2 separate regions of the Mus musculus genome follow, and region 2 is linked to region 1. A link is a contact called in public Hi-C data. All regions are on one chromosome and are shown on one strand. The core of a region is the stretch at or near the end of the contact, and the rest is flanking DNA. Distances in the headings are between cores, read along the strand shown.

Region 1 (2,700 bases), core at 68-2,567:
TTCCATCTGCGGTGGATAGACCGGCTTATAACCATAAAGGAATTCCTTCCACAGGAGAACATTGTTTAATGATAAAAGACAAAGCCAGATTCAGGGTTGCATATAAAGGAAATGTTGGCGAAGAGGGAGACTGAGTTACAGCAACACCTGATACGTACATAGTGTTTTGTGGCCCACAGACATTAACATTCCCACAGTGTGACTGGGCATGAGCTTTGGCTCCACCCTGGAACCTCTGGGGAGTGCTAACTCTCAGATTCTACCAGGAAGCTCTAGAGATGAAGTCCGGTCATCCGAGGCTTAACCTATAAAACCCAGGGATGGTTTATAACAGACATTTCTTTTCCCGGGGGGAAGTATCTGTTTAATAGATACTTAAGCTGCTGCGCTGCTTCTGTCCCCTACTCTCATTTTATCTCCCAGCCATTAAGCTTTAAAAGAAGACCAAATCTTTATCCTTTCATAAAGGAGAGAAGAAAGCCATCAGCCCAGCAGGAAAGAGTTAAGACCTGTCCCAGTGGCTCTAGGAGACTCTAAGTGGCCCACAGAAGATGAATGCACCAAGCACTCTTCTAGGGATTGGCAGAGACCAGGGGAGGGCAGTTTTGAACAAAACTGACCCCTTCCCTGGCTTCAGGGAGCTCATTTCCTGGTGGGCGGGGCTAGGGAGCTAACACATGAGCAAATGAATGAATATAATACCAAGTGCTCTGGGAACCGTGAGCCAGGATGCGGTGGCTCTGAGCCATATGGTCCCAGCCTCAAAGGGCCTCCTGGAAATGCGATTATTCATAGAGAAAGTTGCTACTTGTATGTGTACCAATTGTGAAACATTATTTGGGGAAAGTTTAAACCATGACTGACTTCAAGTAAACATTTAATTTTTTAAAATTATGCCGATAGACCCTCTGCTGAAATTTTATAAAGCTGTTGTGCCGAGACTTCAGGCACATTCCTACCCATGGAACGGAGCAATGTGGTGTTAATATTTGATCTCCTTTTGTTGTTATGCTGTGGCTAGCCCATAGAGAATGAGATGAATTTTTGTAACCATTTCAATATTTATGCTTGCGTTTCCCAACAAAGCATGAATGTTCATTGTTCACTACGAGCTATGTATGGTAAGTTGCCTCTCTAATCTGCTGTCATAAGCGAACATGACATCTTTTGGCTTTCTTTCCTGACTGTTAATTATGGCAATTATGTCACTTTTTTACTTGTCCTCACTTGACCCTGTAGCATCCCAATGTGACCTTACACAGGGACGTGGTGCAGATGGATATAAAACAGGAAGTTCTCTGTCTGTTTTTAGATCATAGATGTGATCTGTGTGTCCTATAGGAAAGATGGGACATCTAAAGGTTAAATTGGCTCCTAGCACTTAAGGATTCAGATTTCTGTAGAATTCTGGATTTCAGAATCTTCTAAATATCAGAGAGAGCAGCAGCAGCAGCGGACTATCGCCCTTCTGGAGCTAAGGAGAGCAGTCTCCTTTGGCTGCACTACACGTTCTCCATTTCCACCCCTGGAGACACTGGAGAGTCATCTCCAAGAACAGAGAAGATTTCAGAAAGCACCCATTCCTTGTTTAAGAGCTAAAATGTGTGCCTTGGGAAAGGGCACACTGGGATTAAGGGGTACCCAGTTTATCTGGCCTTTTGGTGCCTCCCTGCAGTTCATCTTGAGGTCTCTAGAGGGCGACTGAGACTTCTGTGCTATGTCTTCGAAGTCTGAACCACCTCAGTCTGTAATACACTAAGTCTCCCATTTCACCTTAGAAAACAATAGACACTGGGTGAAGGCCCCTCTATTTCTCAGGCAACAAAATATAGAAACAATATGCCACCATTTAACACCTTAAAGCGTTGCAAGAGGATTTGGAGTGATCCAAAAGTACCAGTGGGCCCAGAGGAGAAGGCTTCAACCAAGAGTAAGGAGGGCTCAAAAAGGTATGTTGGTGGGGAGTAAGAGAAAGAAGTGTAGAATTAAAAACAAACAGACAAACAACAGAAAAATAAATAAAAACAAAAACCCCACTCCCCTTAGAATAGGAAAATGCCGTCACATCTTAAATGTAAAATGAAAAAAAAAAAACTGACAGCGATTAAGGGAGGAAGGGAGAGAGAGAGAGAGAGAGAGAGAGAGAGAGAGAGAGAGAGAGAGAGAGAGAGAGAGAGAGAGAGTGTGTTAGTTCAGCGCTCCAGATAGAAAGGAAGAAGGTAATGGCATTAATTGCTTGTATATTTGTGCAAGTTCTAAATAAGGATGTGAGGGGAGGGCCTAGTCTCTCTCTGTTCCAGGAAAGTGGCATTTTAGATTCTCCCACATCCTACTCCTGAAGTTAGAAGCATTCCATCTCAGAGTGGAACTGGTTCTTCAGAGAACCACAAGGATCATGTAGCCACATTTCAGAGCACAGACAAATCCATCCCGACTGGCTTTTCTGCAGTCTGTGAGAGTCTGGCCTTTACCCCCCTGTGCTGTCAGCATGCAGTCAGCTTTAGTCTAAGTCCGCAGACATAGGTGAAGGACTCAGTCATAGAGACCCCTGCATCAGAGGCTAAGAGAAAAATCAAGGCGAATGTGACAGCTCACTCTCTCTCTCTCAAGGACTGTGTGCACTTAGCAGAAGGGATAAGAAGGTCAAGAGGCAGGGAAGACTATGAGGAGCATGCTGCAATGAGATACTCCCTGGACATG
Region 2 (2,700 bases), core at 176-2,675, 530 kb before region 1:
GGCCATATCAGGTGCACAGACCCAGTCATGGCCCTCAGGGGCTGCATGGACCCTGAGCCTCAGCATGGCCTCAAGTGACTACACAGGCCACTCCTACCAGCATGTCTTAAGACAGCAAAGCCCAAGGTCACCACCAAGGCATCAGTCAGAGGCACGGACTGCATATGTCCACAGGGACCCCAGGCTTCATCATGGCCAGGGGCAGCAGCATGGACCACAGACACCAACACGGCCACTGGTGGCATTCTAGACCAAGTGGTCCTTTCCCCATCCAGGGCCTCCATCATTACCCAGAGCCAGGGCGATCCTCACTCCGACTAGCATGTTCCGTGGGCTAAGTCTGCATCTGTGTAAGCTCCAGGCTGCTGCACACCACTGTGCTGACTCCACTTTCTGACTTTCTCATCTTCCCATCTCCCCATGGAGCATTTGTTCATTGTAGGGATGCCCACTACCTGCACCAGAAAGACATGGTGGCTTGGTTTGTTTCCTCCGTGTGTGTGTGTGTGTGTGTGTGTGTGTGTGTGTGTGTGTGTGTGTGTGTGTGTATACACACATGCTACAGTACATGTGTGGCATACGGGGGACCACTTGTAGGTGGTTCTATTCTACCCTGTGGATCCTGGGGATAGAACTCTGGTCCTCAGACTTGGCAGCAGACACCTACTGAGCCATCTTGCCAGCCCTAACGTAGAGATTTAAAAGTTATTCACCACCTCCTATTTAGTCTCATTAGAAGGCTGAGGACCATTAAGCCCAGAGAAAGGATATTCTGTGGAAATTCCATGTAGTTAACTGGAAAATAAACTATGGGTTTTAGCAAGTATTATTGGTGGACTATTAAGCGTTCGGTCTACACTAATTATGAGAGACTATATATTAAATATTTACAACTAGCCCAATTTTTACAGTGTCATGAAGTTTAATGGAAATAACAAGTCCAAATTCATACAGACAAAACACAGTGGGAGTTAAAATAGGTGAGTTAGCTCAGAGATGCTTGGATGCAAGGTTCAGACACTGAAGATTTCTAAGTAGTATTTATAAAAAAGGTTATTTTTTTCTTGTGTGTGTGCATGTGTGTGCGCGTTCGACAGTATGCGTGTTATGTGCATGCAGTGCCTGTAGAGGGCAGAAGAGAGCATCTGCCCCCCCCCCCAACTAGAGTTAACAGTTGAGGCAGTTTTAAGTCAACCAATGTAGATATTGCAAACCAATCCAGGTTCTCTGCAAGAGCAGTACACGCATTTACTGTTGAGTCATTTCCCCAGATCTCTAAGTAGTCATAAAACAAGCAATGTACACTGTTCCCTGGAAGTCTCTGGAATTTAAGGATGTGTTACCTGAATTTTAGATGCAAAGGCTTCTAGGCTTGCAAATGAGAACAAGTTTGGGTGCATTCTCTCCATCTGTCACTAGGTGGAGTCCGCGCACCAATAAGCCATGCAGGTTTGGGGAGTGAACAGCATTTATTCTAGGAAGTCAGGGAGCCAGGAAAGCTGGTTTTGATTTAAGTGCTAAAAAGCTCACTCCCTCTGACAGCTGGCTTTATTTCTTTTCTGGATAATATAGACGAGGAAGATGAGTGGTCTCCGGAGGTGTAGAGAACTGCAAAAGCCAAGAGCTATGTGGGACCAAGGCATGATCAACGAATCCTGGTCTTTCCCAGGGCGGATGTAAGGATCAGATATGTGGCTGGGCAGTGGAATAATGGGCTGAGGGAGCAGAACGCACCAGCACTCTGCCCTGTGCGCTCTGCCTGCCTTCAGCCTTTCAACCTTTCACATTACATAATGCTGAGTACACCTAATGTTTCCAATGGAAATAGCTAAAACAAAGAGTGGTGTTATCATGGGAACATCCGAGTGCATAACACTTGGCAGTTTTAGAGCACCTTCTCTTGCACTCAGCCTGGAGGTATCTGGATGGTCTCACTGGGGACAGATCTTCTTGAACCAAAGAACGTAGGATAAGGATGGGGAGGTTGGCCATTCTTCCTCTGACTCGAAGTCTTCACAGAAGTCAGGGCTCTCTAGAGAATTGAGTCAGACTCATCCCACCCTCCCATCTATCCCTCCTTCCCTCCATCTCTGCTTTCCATATCTATCATACCACCCATCCATCTATCACCTATCTCTATATAATTAGCCATTTATTTCTCTACTATTGATCTCTCATCTGTCATATTTAGCTATCTATTTCTATTATCTATCTATCTATCTATCTATCTATCTATCTATCTATCTATCTATTTATCTATCTATCTATCTACCTATCATCTGCCTATCTATTTATCTATCTTCTACTGTCTGCTTGCATATCTTCTATCTATCAATATCTACCTATCTACCTATCTATGTCTGTCTGTCTATCTATCTATCTATCTATCTATCTATCTATCTATCTATCTATCTATCAATCTATCTATCTATGTCTACCTATCTATGTCTATCTCTCTCTGTGTCTATCTATCTATCTATCTATCTATCTATCTATCTATCTATCTATCTATCTATCTATCTATCTATCTATCTATCTATGTCTACCTATCTATGTCTATCTGTCTGTCTGTCTATCTCTCTCTGTGTCTGTCTGTCTGTCTGTCTGTCTATCTATCTATCTATCTATCTATCTATCTATCTATCTATCTATGTCTACCTATCTATGTCTATCTCTCTCTCTCTGTGTCTGTCTGTCTAT

Evidence for each region. Hi-C and Micro-C count contacts between places; a contact is called where the count stands out from the background.
Region 2: a contact with region 1 is called in a Hi-C map of cortical neurons, with 2.3 times the contacts expected there. The contact joins two enhancer-like sites. A contact is called at or near these places in 13 of 484 Hi-C or Micro-C datasets (cerebellar granule neurons, cerebellum, cerebral cortex and 6 more) and 2 of 115 datasets of contacts at active chromatin or transcription factors (SST interneurons and astrocytes).

Annotation. Positions count from the first base shown.
Region 1 is chr6:135,827,143-135,829,842 of GRCm38.p6, reverse strand. The region is part of intron 6 of Grin2b (glutamate receptor, ionotropic, NMDA2B (epsilon 2)); the gene reads left to right. Among named protein-coding and RNA genes, the nearest start is that of Gm14330, 24 kb to the left of the region's middle. Within about 2 kb of position 1,317, at least 17 of the 459 cell types and tissues checked have an H3K27ac peak or open chromatin away from gene starts, as enhancers often do. A contact at or near this core is called in cortical neurons, where this site is marked.
Region 2 is chr6:136,352,581-136,355,280 of GRCm38.p6, reverse strand. No RefSeq gene overlaps it. Among named protein-coding and RNA genes, the nearest start is that of Eif4a3l1, 26 kb to the right of the region's middle. Within about 2 kb of position 1,425, at least 18 of the 459 cell types and tissues checked have an H3K27ac peak or open chromatin away from gene starts, as enhancers often do. A contact at or near this core is called in cortical neurons, where this site is marked.